Linked DNA regions of Mus musculus: region 2 is linked to region 1. The links are chromatin contacts, called in public HiCAR-type maps. All regions are on one chromosome and are shown on one strand. The core of a region is the stretch at or near the end of the contact, and the rest is flanking DNA. Distances in the headings are between cores, read along the strand shown. Region 1 holds the start of Gabrb1 (gamma-aminobutyric acid (GABA) A receptor, subunit beta 1). Region 2 overlaps Gabrb1 (gamma-aminobutyric acid (GABA) A receptor, subunit beta 1).

Region 1 (7,257 bases), core at 1,108-3,607:
CTAGAAAGTGCACATTCTAATGAATTGTGTACAAGTTAAATGAGCAGCCTCAGTGAGCACCCAACCAAATATCTCTTTTCTGCCTTGTGTGTGTTTATACCCTCCACAGGTGAGAAAAGAAACTGAACACTATTTTGTTTACTGCTACACCATCAGCATGAAGGCTGGCACCTCCTAAATGTTCAGTAAACATCTAAAAAAAATAAATGCACAGCTACGGATGTGGTAATCCTGTAAGTGGCTTGTGTGTGGCCGTGTGGCTTTTGCAGAGTTGTACAGAGCAGATTCCATGTTTCAGCAGGACCTTGAGATGTAAATGAATCTTTTCTTATACCCTCTAAAAGAAGATTCATATGTGTTTTAAGAACAAGTCGACATCGTCTCAAGCAAACTTAAGGAATCTGAGACTTAGCATTGAGGGTTAAGGGTTTTATGGTGCTCAAATATAATATAAAATTAATGTTACTATCTTTTTGAGAATGTTAAGTTCAGTACATGTTGAAATGACTGTACTTTTTTTAAGGAGGATTCATTCATATGTGCCTAGTTCGTGACTCCTGTAACCTCTGGTTGTCTCTGTTATACTTTAGGAAGGCTGTACCTGTTACTTCTCTCCAAACTAAACAGTATCTTCTTTTCTTTCCTTCTGCAATAACCTCCTTGTCTTCTTGTTTCTCCTATCTAATTCTTGCCTTTATGGTCTGTGCTATATAATGCAGAGAATAGCAGTATCCAAGGATTCTAGGTTGAAATGTACATGTCACTACTTATTAGCAGTGTGACATTAACTACTGAATTCAGTAGTCTAAAGCCCTCTCTTCATTATCTCTATTGTTGTGTTGTTGCAAGGTTTGAATGAGATGACCCGTGTTGTATGCACAAGAACAATGACATAGCAAGTGGGAAATGTCAATGATCCTTATAACTGTTCTACCAGATTTTTTTTCTCTAAAATTAACTCTTACTTAAATGTTCAGTGTCTCCTGAATCTAAATGATCTCCTCGACTTTCCTCCACATCCCATCATCCACCATCACTTTCTCCGCCCCCCCCCACAATGGATCTCTTTTGCATACAGTTATAGAAGTACTTTTTCCAGTCTGTAAGATTTAGTACATACTGTTCTCCCTCAAGAAGAATTCCCCTTCCTTGCCAGACAAAAGCTTTGTCTTCTGTTCTTTGTTTGCTTGTTTGTTTGTTTTTTCTTCTCCTCTAAGGTAATTTTTAGTGCTTCTTGGTTTGGTAATAATTCTTCAGTTTACACAGACAATATCAGGAAGAAGTGATTTCTTTTTGCTTATCTTTGTAAGGGGTTTGTGAAAAGTTTACTCTAAGTTTCAGAATACCTAGTATCAAATGAAGACTTGATATATGCTATTTAACAAAGGGCATGAATCCATCCCAGAATCTCCAACCACCTAACATGTTTTTTAGTGATATGTACTGAATTGCATTTCCTAACTTCCCTTTATTTGAAAGAAGATTGGCTTTTCCCGGGCTGCATAAGGCATATTAGACTGAGGATGTTCAGTGTTCAATTTAGGGATTAAGAACAGGAGCTAGCACACTGACAGTTATAAGCAAAAAGCTTGGGCGACTAAAACCTACAAGATTTACCAGCAAAGGTCCTGGAAAAAAAGATTGATTGCCAGGGTTGCTTCATTCTTCTTCTCTTCACTTCCCATTCCAAGTGGACTGATGGAGATGGGAGCTAAAGGAAAAGCATACATTTAAAAGTTAGTCAGTTCTCTCCTCCCCCCCCCCCCCCTCCAATTCCACAAGCAAGCAGCTGTCTTCATAACCTCCGAAGAGAGGACAAGACTCCCAAACCCTCCCTGTGTTTCCTCCTCCCCACCCCCAAACTCCTTTTCCGGGCCGGCCGGCCGGGCAGTCTCTGCCCACTCCCCTCCCCAGCACCCTCCCCATCTTTTCTACAGACAACCAGAGAACCATCTCCAGACTTCTTGTTCTAGGACCTCTATAACTGTCAACAAAAGATGCCAGACAGCCTTAGCCAGATCATTGAAAGCCCTGTTTTAAAAAAGAAAAAAAAAAGAAGGAAAAGAAAAGAAAGAAGGAAAAGAAAAGGAAAAAGAAAAAAATTCAAGCTTAGGACAGGAGGGAAAGGAACACAGCAAACCACAGCTCAGGAAAACTGGGCACACACACACACACACAGGCACGTTGGCTCCTTTGCATAGAGACAGCAGGTTGTATTCGACTACCCAGAGAACGCGGAGCACCTCAGACAGGAACTTTAAAGGGATTGAAATCTGTTGCCTGTTCCACTAGGAATATTGTTTGCAAGGCACAAGGTGTCTTTTGGTAGTGAGTACCCTCTGCGCATGCGCAGGTCCATTCGGGAATTACTGCCCAGCCGCCGACTAAGTTGCATTCCTTGAATCTTCGCAGAAAAGACAATTCTTTCATCAGAGTTAGGAATGTGGACAGTACAAAATCGAGAGAGTTTGGGGCTTCTCTCTTTTCCCGTGATGGTTGCTATGGTTTGTTGTGCACACAGGTGAGCTGCCTGCTTCAATCTCTCTCTCTTTTTTTTTCCTTGGTGATTTTCTTCTTCTTCTTTTATTTTTTATTTTCCCGTGCCTGCTGGATCATGTATCTTGTTATTTGGGGGTAGGTGTGCCTGGATCTTTTTTTATGTCTGTTTTCAGTTTGTGATCTTTCTGAATACGGTCCCTACTTCTTCCCTTCAGCTCCAATGAACCCAGCAACATGTCATACGTGAAAGAGACAGTGGACCGACTGCTCAAAGGATATGACATTCGCTTGCGGCCGGACTTTGGAGGTAATGCTTCTTCATTTTTTTTTTCAACCTGTTACCCATCCCTAGTTCACCTTTTCTGTCAGATATAATGCCTCCTTCCCCATTTTACCGTTCCTGTAAACGTGCAATACTACGCCCTGCGCGCACACACACACACACACACACACACACACACACACACACACACACACACCACGCACTATCCCCAATCTCAGGTGGACGTATCCTCAGGCTGAGCTGTCCCTCTCTTCAAGCCGACACACCCTCTGCACTGTCACTGCATCACGCGTGTGCCCACACCTGTTTTCTCCCGCTGTCCCCTACAACAGGAAAGGGGTAGGGAGGGAGCCTGCTTAGTCTGTAATAAGATCTGGGAAGCCCCCAATGTCCCCTCAGCTCCCTGCCACTCAAAGACTGTCTTTGCTGTGGTCCACCTCCCTGGCAGGGCCCCCGGTGGACGTCGGGATGCGGATCGATGTCGCCAGCATAGACATGGTCTCGGAAGTGAATATGGTGAGTGGCCTCCCCAAGGGCTCGGCGGCCGGCCGAGCTTACGCAGATGAGAAATGAACCAGTTCCCCGTCCTCTGCTTTTCATTGGTGGTCACCTCGGCCCTGGTCCCCAGGGTCCCCACTCCGCGCGTACGCCCCACTCCAGTACACACACTGTCGGTCGCCCCACAGTTTGTATTTTCGACACACACACAGGCTACCGCAGTGCTCCGAAGGAGACGTACTCCGCACTATTTTGGGAAGGAAGGGGGACTGTTGCGCCGGTGGATTGGCTGGGGCGGAGTCTGAGCCTTACTTTAGCCGGGTCTCCCCGACTGTCGGGCTGTGCAGGGCACCATCTGCCGGCGGCCAAGTGGTGTACAGTGGGTTCCCCCGGACCAGGGGTTCGCAGCCAGCTGTGGCCAGACAAGAGCCCCAAAATCTCCACAGCTGAGCAGCCTGAAAGCCCCAACCCACCCATCTCAGCCACCAGGCTGGCTGGGCTCGCGAGTGTCCCCTCCCTACCACAGAATCCAGCGCAGTGTGTGGCAAGAGCAACAGGCTGAGATGAACAGTTCAGGATTGCTAACAGCAGAAGTGCCCAAGCTTGCTTCTAGGCATTCTGGACCCATGCAAGGGTTCATGTGTTTGTCTTCCTGCAGCTTGAAAGTTTTAAGTTGGAGGAGAATCGGCGAGTCATATGACTTGGCTTTCGTCTAGAAATCTGGGCAGAAAAAATAGAGATCTGATGATTAATAGGACTGAGGTGGGGGAGGGCTGGTTTATTTTAGTCATTAATTTTAAGGGATCTACACTTTACCATCCTTCTCTCCCTTCTTCCCTTCCTCCTTCCCTCCCTTCCTCCCTCCCTCCCTCTTTTCCTCCCCCCCCCCCCCCCCCCCCCGTCTTCATAGCACTTCTTTTCTCTGGGGCTGTGGTAAAAGGGATTCAAGTCAGAGCAGCCTCTTGTGTTGTTGGTTGTTTCCATTCACCCTGAGAAGCCCTTTTCTAATTGTGAGAGTTCCCAGGGAAGGAATTGCCTGTTGCTTTTCTAGAACCCACCACCCAGGGAACAGCAAGATCAACAGGAACAAAAGGTCATTTTTATCCACTCCCAAAAGGGAACTAATTCCAGCACCAGAGATTTAGATACGCTGAGTAACTTAGACTGGGATCCTTTCGGATATTCTCTCTGTAACACTTATTGTTCTTCCTCCCATTCCTAGTGGGGCATTTTTATTGTAATATGCTAAGGTTTAAGAATTTTCCTTTTTCATCTTTTAGATTAGGCCAGGAAGCAATACATACATTTATAGATCATTCAACGGGTGGTATATGGATAAAATGTGTGGTTGGGGTTGGCAGAGTTGAAACTCGCTGTCTTAAATGGTTTGGCTAAAATGCTATTTTATAATGTCTTGGATTGTTTCAGATAATATTTTCAAGTGTTTTTCTACTACTACACTGAAAAAGAAATCCATTTTTAAAATTTGATTTAGAAAGTAGATTTTTTTTTTAATAAACAAAGACGTTTAAGAGACTGATACTGTTTACATGCATGCTATTACCACAAAGCAACTATTCACAAACATTCAGAAGAGCACGGTTAGATCCACATACAGAACAACTGTGGCCCATGACTGCAAATGCAACCAGATACATTGCACAATGTACTCGCTTAACAATCAGTGCCAGTGCAGATACATAATGATAACATTTCCCTGTTCAGTCATTTATAGGGCATTGTGTAAATATCTCCATAGATCATTTATAATATAGAAGATTCAGAGATCCCAGAAGGTAAATTGTGCCTCTGTACATGGTCTATGTCACTGTGTTAGGGTAAATTAGATTTCCAGAACTGAAAGGCCCTGAGGTAGACTCCCAACTCCAAATTCAGACATGCATGCATGCACATGTGTGTGTGCAGCACACACAGAGACCTTTACACACAATCTATATACATACTTTTAGCATTCTTTTAACTATATTATAAAGTACATTGTGTTATATACTGATTATATAAACTACACAACAAGAAGCTCTGCCTTGTCACTGAAGTGGATTCATAGACAAGCTGAGAAAGGATGCATGTAAATGTGGTGGCATAGAACAACTTCTCCTAATGACTGAGCAATAGTCTGTTTGCTCACTACTCCATGACAGGTGTGCTTGTTTTTCAATAGTCACTCATAAATGAGCCTTTGATAATGCCCTTTACCTAAATACTCATTGTGTTTCACTGTGACATCAGCAACAGAGGCAGATAGTGACAACTGAAAGCTGGAAAGTTAGAACCCTTGCTCTGGGTATTCTTTTCCTTTTAATGACAGCTACTGACAAGACTCGGGCTTAACTTAGTGGCTCATCTATGACAAAGTGTGGAAATAAATACACCGGAAATAACCCAGGAAAATGAAAGTTCCGAAAGTATTTGTTTTAAGAGTTGAGAGAATGTATGCACACAGCGGGGATAGTTAGTGCTGCCCTAACCACTTACTAAGAAGAGAATTAGCTGCAACATGCTTGGGGCACTATAAGTAGAACTGAAGGTCTGTGGGAAATAGGATGTTTAGCTTGTTATTAAGCATGCTTCTGTACCTTGATGGACACTAATTTGCATGATATTATATGACAGAAAATTTTCTACAGATTGAAAACAAAATAAGAATTAACAATAAAATAACACAACTAGTAGTCAATGAAATGTAAGTTAAATCCATTACTACAACATTGCTAATTAATGTTCACATTTTTGGTCATTATTGTTATAACCCATTCTATGGCTGAGAACATGGCATATAATTATGCATTAAAGGGTTAGAGAACTAGGGCTCTGTTAATTTTGGTCCTATTTGCACTAGTCTAAGTAAGATATGTTTCAAAATCTGTTTATTGCCCATTTGAAGGCTAATATCATACCAGGACTACTTTTAAACAAACATTAGATTTAAGGATATAAAGTGTACCAAAATTAAGGGAAGAAAAAGAAACTATTCTGGCAAAGACTATCTGCCAGAAATCCTAAGATGTGTTACTGTGATTACATTATAGTGCACCATTGATATGTTTTTATGCATAAGTTACCAATTAATTTAAGTTAAATATGAGAAAAATATGTCATTTGTCCTGAGCAGTGAATTAAAACCTTTAGAGAATAATTCTAATGTAGGAAGATATATATATATATATATATATATATATATATATATATATATATATATATGCATTATATATAATTGAAAGCAAGATTTCTTTTAAGGTTTTAATTAACATTTCAAAAAGAAAAGTCTTTTTTCTCACTATAGACTTTGTGGTGATATAAAGTAACCATATAGTGCTACTGTTTTCTTAACTTTTATATACAAAAAATGCCAGTTTTCTATTTATTTGTACATTAAACCCTTCACATCTTTTTAGTTTTAGAATTTTTATGAAGTGCTACACACACACACACACACACACACACACGTACAAACATATCTGAGGCAGGTAGAATGAAAGGAGGGAAGGGTTCCTAGCAATTACTCATAAAATAACTACCCTGTGCTCAGTAGAAGAGCCAGTACTGGACAAAAATTTTCTCCTTTGAGTAGTATCTTGGTTAGCTGTGACACTGAATGCAAACAACCAAAGAGCTAAGCTTTCCCATTCTGATTTCTACAACAGACTGTCCCTTCTCATGCAAAAACCAGGTGCTATCATCAAGAAGCAATTCCAAATACAATTTCTTCCTTTGAGCTAAAGACAGGATGGCCTAAGTGTACACATGTGGAAGGCTATAGTGAAGATCTCTGACTCAGGCTCAGGCACAGAACAAGCCATGCTTGCAGGAGGTGGCCTCATCCCTGTGTTCACATTTCTGAAGGTGCATAGGTGAATGATCTTGCACGAATCACAAACAGCATCCACAATGATGGGGACGAAAGAGACAGGATTTTATAAATGATGCATAAAACAAATTAAACTGAACAGATATCC
Region 2 (6,796 bases), core at 3,252-5,751, 33 kb after region 1:
GATCTGATGCCTTCTTCTGGTGTGTCTGAAGACAGCTACAATGTACTTACATATATAATAATAAATAAATAAATCTTTTTAAAAAAAAAAAAAAAAAAAAAAAAAAAAAAAAAAAAAAGGACGACCGGTGGTCTCCAAAAGGGAATTTCTAACACGTATTTTACTATGTGATAGGTGGTGAATGGTGTATTGTAGAACAACATGGAGAAAGTAAAAGGACTGGTATAGACAGTCACATCAGACTGTAAATGGGAGGCTCTTAAAATGCTAACCATCATTGAAGTGAGCTGTATGCCCTCAGTGAGGGAGAGGACAAAAACCCAGGCAATATTTCTGCCTTCTAGAGGATGGTCCCCTGTAATAGCAGCATCACCATTGAGATTTCGTGCCTCTGCATTGATACATATATTTTTCAACTGAATTAAGTGTCATTTTATGGACAATTTCAGTAAATACAAACAAGTAATTCAAAGGACGATTTGCATTTGTTTAGAAACTACATCAGGAAAATTACTTTTTTTTTTTTTTTTTTTTTTTTTGACCACGCATCCAAACTCAGTGTGGTCTTCCTTGGAATAAATATCACACTCACGACCCTAAAGGCTTTCCTCCTCTAAGAGCCCTGTTCTGCAAAAGGCAGATTGTTGGGCTGATCTTAGTAGATTAGTAGATTCAAAACTCCAGCCAATTTTCATATGGAAACAGAACTAAATGAATCACAGAAGCTAAACAAGAAAGATGATAGTTCAAGATAAATGCAAATAAATTGTTGATTGACCCTTAACACCCCATCACTGTATTTCATAACATTAGTCATAGTTGGGTGAATAAATCCAATTCTTATTCAACTTCAACATTTTGCTTTTAAAAGTAAGTATCCTGTTATATACATTTTAAAATTTCATATTAAAGAATCAATATGTCGTGGTGATTTAACGATACACATATTTTATCTTACATTTCATCATCATGAGACATAACATTACAAAAATTGTTATCCAATCAATTTATTTACAAATATCTTGCTGAGAACCCAGTAATGTTTCATTTACTTTCCTATTTTTCAAAAGGCTTTGACTGTGATTTGAATCTCCTTTTGGCTTGGTTTTCTCAGTGGAAATATGATCTAAAAAAGATTTTTTTATTCCAGTAATTTTATGGAAGTTAAGGGAGGCAAATCATATGCATTGTTTTTATTGGATTATTCATCTCTTCTGTGGAATAAACTTGATCAAAGCTCTGGTGATTCGTCTAGGAGAAAAGAAGTTACTGTGGCTCTAAGCAGTTGTTCCCTTAGTAAGTCCTACTGAGAAGATAGTCTCTTGTTGTGATGCTGGGTGGATTTTCTGTAGTTACCTAAGCAGTGTTGTGGGAGGAAAAAAAACTGAAAGAACTGAAGAACCAAGTAAAGCAATGAGTAAAGCCAAGTCCTAGAGCCTTTGCTGCTTGCAGAGACAAACTACAGAGAGTCACATCAGTGAGCACAGCCGATGTCTCATCTTCAAAGCAATCCCTCTGGGTGATAGCATTAGAATTTAATTCATCATCCCACACTTCTCCCCCCTGAAATGCTCATCAGGCTGTGACTGCCTTGTAAGGACTCACTTTTGATCCATCTATTGGTGTGTTCTATTTTTCCTCAGGTGAATTGATTACATGAGCCTTGTTTCAGTGTAGTGCCTTTCAACCCTCAAATGGTAACATCCATTTTTATTTTACATCCCTACATTGCATTCTGCATTCAGTAATAATGACAGATATGGTGCTGCCAAGATACATCAGAATCATATTTATCTTCCTCTTGGAGGTATTATTGTATTATTTAGCATTATGAGGCCTTTTAGGTTTTGCTGTTTTGAACATCTTTGGGACCTAAAGTCCTAGCGAGCCCATTTCCAATCTGATGTGACACAGCTGATAGCTTTTGAACTGCATCATGTTAAGGGCACTTGTAAGCCATTTATACCAAATTCCACTAAGAACAGAGTTGATACCAGACAGGCTCATTTTCTCAAAAGGGTTTTTCCAGTCCTGAGCTATTCCCATCAGATTTTCAATGACTCTTTCAGGTCAAGCTTGTAGCAATGTCTTTTTTTTTTTTTTTTTTAAACAAGCTAGCAACTAATTCATTGCTCAGATCTTTTACTGGCACAATGGAGACCTGTTTCCACCTGGAGAAATACCATGCCTTTCTCCAGATGATTAGCCTCACTAGCATAATCTCTGATGTTTATATATATATTTGCCAAAGGGCAACTTGTAAAATTCAGCAAGCCAGATCAGGTGGTACATTTTAGCTCATTGATTCAACTTTTTTAAAAAAGATTTTCTTTATTTTATATATGTGAGAACACTGTAGATGTCTTCAGACACACCAGATGAAGCATCAGATCTCATTACATTGTGAGCCACCATGTGGTTGCTAGGAACTGAACGTGGGAACTCTGGAAGACCAGTTGGCGCTCTTCACAGCTGAGCCACCTCTCCAGCCTTATACAACTTGTCTTAATAATGGGGGAAATACAGTATTTGACTGTTCTTCCTCAAATGCAGCAATAACACAACTCTTTTCTACAACACTCAGGAAACTTCTTTGTTAGCATTCCAAATTCTCAACATCAGGAAACTTGTGATAATAAAGAGTAATACATAGTTGAACATGGGCCTGCAACTCTGCTTTCAATTTCTGCTATACTGGAAACTTTAATGTGTTTCACTCCTTTAAATATAAATTGATGACTAAAATTTACACAACTAATATCTATGATCAGATAGGTAGAAAACATTTTCGGGGACTTACTGTATAGACCAGCCTGGAATCAAATCTCTGAGATCTGCCTGTCTCTGCTTCACAAGTGCTGGGATTAAAGGTGTGTGTCACCTCAGTTGGCTTGAGATATTATGCACACAAAATTCTGAGTTCAACTTCTTCTCAATATTTTCCATTTAAGGACAAAGCTACCGTTTGCTCCATTTTTCTAAGTCAAAACTCTGGAGCCACTTACAAATTCTTTCACATTTTGCATCCAACCATTAACAAATCTTGTTAAACACATTATTTAAATACATCCATGATTGAACCATGCTTATAATTCTCAACTCAAATCCAATTTGTATCATTTCTTTCCTTAGTGTTTGAAGTAGTCACCAGACTGGTTCTCTACATTGAATTTTGCTACCTTCAGTTCCAAAATTAGAAAGATGTTAACAAAATACCATTTGGGTGGTCTAAGTTCTTCACCCCAAACCAGGCAATTACTTCTGCTTTTTACTTAGGGTGAAATGCAAAGATTTGATAACAGCTTTCAAGACTCTAAGTGTCTCTCCATTTGCAAGCTCATCTCCTGCCTTTATTCTTGGAATCCCTCTGAAGAGCTTTGGTCAGCTACACACATGCATACTCTGAATATATCAAGTGTGTTCCCTGGTCAGATTTCCACAGGGAGATATAAGTTTTAAACGTAACCAATTTGTGTAGCCCATTTGAGATAGGAAAGTACAAAATTTAGATTAAAAAGGTTATTGTTAAGGGTAGGAAAGCAAAATGTAGCAAATTTGTGATCTAAAAGAAACTAAGAGATATTATGATACAGTATTATAAGAGAAGAGTCTGTTACTATGACCCAGCATGTTGCATAGGAACAATACACATGGATTTCTGTGCTGGGAAACCAGCTGTGGCTTAAACAAATAAGAACTGCAAATCACATAAATCTATGCCACAAATCCCAAACCAAATGATCCTCCTATTGTACTAAGTAGGTCAGTGATCACTCCAGTACAACCTGGCAGGATGGAGGGAAGGGTGAGGGAGATGTGCATAGAAATGGCAAGAGCCAGGAAGCAAGTTTGTATTGAAATGCCGAATTGCGCAAGACTTTCAACAAATAAATAAAAGGCAACAATATGAGAGAAAGTCTAGGGCCACTCCAAAGCCTCGGTGCGATTTTGATGTCTCTTTTAAGTGTAGCCTCTCTTACGTTTTTAAAAACTAATATAGACATCCTATCATCATCATTCCTTTTCTCAATTTTCCTTCATAGCATTTATCCACTTAATATTTAATTGTTTGCCTGCTTATTTGTGTACCAATACCAAAAGGGGGAATTATTTTATTTTCTGATGCATTCTTAGGCTCAAACACTTGATAGGCAGAGGGCCTTCAATAAATACATAATGAAGGAGTGGATGGGTGGATTACATCCACAAACGCTCTTCAAAACCAATAAGATTGAAGAGTTCTAAAATTCTATGAGAACAGGAAGATCTTATTATTATAAAGACGTTAGTGATTCAGTATTGGCATCTCTGAAAGCCTGCTTCCTTACAGAAGGGGTATTTAATTGGAAACTACAGAGGAAGAACTTTGGCAGACCAAGGAGAGATTTGGCTGGGTTTTAATTATGAATTTGTTAAAATTGGCTTGTACTTTGTGTAGTGGCTTGAATGCCGTTCCCATGGTTTTACCTCACCACTGGGAAAAAGCTGGTGACATTTTAAATGGCAGTAGATGTTGGAAAGACAAATGGCATACCACACATTAATGGCACCATGCTGCCTCAAACCAATAGCAACCCTACTTAATAAAAATAATGTTTCATCGCTCACATAACAAAAGTTTCTTCTCTAGAATATAAATGTGCATTGTTGATTTGGTCCAGACCTGTGATTTTTCCCCCTTTAACAGAAGTTGGAAAACTGCCTCCTCGCTGAAGCGGTGCAATTTCTCAGTTCCCCCTGGACAGCTCAGCAGCTCATCGCTCACAGTGATGGCTCCATTCACAAAATGGCATCATAAAAACATGAAGGAAGATAAAGAACCCATTGTGAAAAGAACTTCAAGACAAATAAAAACCCATTGGATCCTTCACATTCTAGTCTCAATGAACAGTGAAGGGAAATGTCTTAAAATTATCCTGCTTTAAATCCTTCCTTGACATGAGAACTCCAAATTGCTGGCTGCAATCTAAGCTTGACAGCCTTTGAATTAGCCAAGCCATGTAAATACCCTCAGCAGACTGAACAGCTGATCATTTCCTTTCATACTCGTGGAATAAAAAAATGAAGGACGAAAGGATACACACTATCCTAAATCAGTCATCCAATGGAGCCTTGATAGACAGAATACCAGAAGAAAATAGGAACAGGTATATTAAACTTATCTAAAACTGGCTTTAACAGAGCAGAACTTTAAGCTTTAGTTCTTGCACCCATGTGTTTAGTTGTGTGTCAGTGTACGGTGTTGGTTAGGTGACTGAAACATGCACTTCATCAAAATATCTTCTCCTTTGGATTAAATTCAGTAATGCATGTACTCTAAGATATATGAGGCTGACAGAGTCTAGAAGCCCCAAAGTTAGAAATGTGAACCAGTTATCAACTGGGAAGGAAGCCAAGCCTAGCTTTCTTCAAAGAGTGATGACTTCTCCAAGTGTTCTATTTTGTCACTCTGGGAACATACTCTAATCATTTCTCTAATCTTTGCCTTATTACCTCCAGTCTTCATTTTTATGGTTCTCAGAGGATCTCTGTACATGCGATTAATTTAGACCACATTGGAATGGAAATCCTGGCATGCAGTAGAAGTGTACACGCACAGGCGTTGGTTGTTTTCTGCTCCTTCTTGTGTTGATAGCACTAGTCTGTAATTGTCTTAAAACTCATTTCTGCATTGCATAATATCTACAGCATATATGTTGTCCCCTCAAGTCTCTTCACTTTATCTTCTTTTCCCTACTGTGAAGATAAATTATTTTCTAATGATTGCCTCCTTCCATACATACTATTTATTCTTGAATGCAGCCTCCAACACACAGTCTGCAATTTGTTACTAAGATGTGTATTTCTTACAAATTCTCATATTTTCCGTCACATTAGTGAGAGGGTATACTCCTCAGTAAATATTTTGCATTTTCCTCAGCTGGGTCCTCATCTCCTTCCCAGTTTTCCTTTTCTTCTTCCCTAAAGGACTACAACTCTGACATACCCATTAGAGCTGTTTCAACAGTCTATACATTTACTATGATTCTCAGATTGGAACATTCTTATATCCAACTTTTCTCATTAAATATATTTTTATTCTTACTTCATTGTGGCCTTCTACTTTCTCCATAAAAAGAAGAAACAACACCACACCACACACACACATACACACACACACACACAGAGAGAGAGAGAGAGAAAGAGAGAGAGAGAGAGAGAGAGAGAGAGAGAGAGAGAGAGAGAGAGAGAGAGGAGAGAAAACCAACTTTTCTTTTGCTATTTATTGCACTACATTTTATCTTGATTGTAATTGTTTTCTTTCTTTATTCCTTCCTTCCTTTGTTCCTTCGTTCCTTCCTTCTTCCTCCTCCTCCTCTTCCTCTCCTCCTCCTCTTCCTCTCCTCCTCCTCTTCCTCTCCTCCTCCTCCTCCTTCTCCTTCTTTCTCTCTCTGTCTGTCTGTCTGTCTGTCTCTCTCTCTCTGTCTCTCTCTCCCAATGCAACAAAAAGGTCCTCTAATGCATTGACTATACAGTTATATACAACTTCTCTGAACACATTCTCTCCTGATCTCATTCAAATTAGCTTCAATTTCCTACTGTCATGATGAAAGCAACTCATGTTAGCCAGGCAAAATTCTCCAGGTTACTATACCAAATGGCCAGTTTCCTTTCACTGATTTTCTTGTATCATCATGGAACATTGTCCTTCTTATGGCTCGGACCATCTATTTAATAATGTCATCTTCAGTAGTTTTTCTTCCCTTGTATATTTTTCCATGTCTACCAATGACTCTTTCCTATGTTCTGAGTCTGA

Evidence for each region. HiCAR-type assays count read pairs that join an accessible place to other places.
Region 2: a HiCAR-type map of astrocytes shows a contact between it and region 1, with 4 times the contacts expected there. The contact joins the enhancer-like site here to the promoter of Gabrb1 in region 1. A contact is called at or near these places in 1 of 39 promoter capture datasets (macrophages), 1 of 484 Hi-C or Micro-C datasets (forebrain), 1 of 115 datasets of contacts at active chromatin or transcription factors (astrocytes) and 1 of 9 other capture datasets (adipose tissue).

What each region holds. Positions count from the first base shown.
Region 1 is chr5:71,697,575-71,704,831 of GRCm38.p6, forward strand. It overlaps Gabrb1 (gamma-aminobutyric acid (GABA) A receptor, subunit beta 1), which reads left to right and starts at 2,358. Exons shown (of 9, transcript NM_008069.5): 1 at 2,358-2,521; 2 at 2,715-2,806; 3 at 3,231-3,298. The coding sequence starts at 2,442. It overlaps Gm38562 (a long non-coding RNA gene), which reads right to left and starts at 4,134. Exons shown (of 4, transcript XR_868471.1): 1 at 4,097-4,134; 2 at 3,802-4,000; 3 at 1,618-1,711.
Region 2 is chr5:71,728,655-71,735,450 of GRCm38.p6, forward strand. All of the region lies in intron 3 of Gabrb1 (gamma-aminobutyric acid (GABA) A receptor, subunit beta 1), which reads left to right. Among named protein-coding and RNA genes, the nearest start is that of Gm38562, 30 kb to the left of the region's middle. Within about 2 kb of position 4,502, at least 17 of the 459 cell types and tissues checked have an H3K27ac peak or open chromatin away from gene starts, as enhancers often do. A contact at or near this core is called in astrocytes and forebrain, where this site is marked.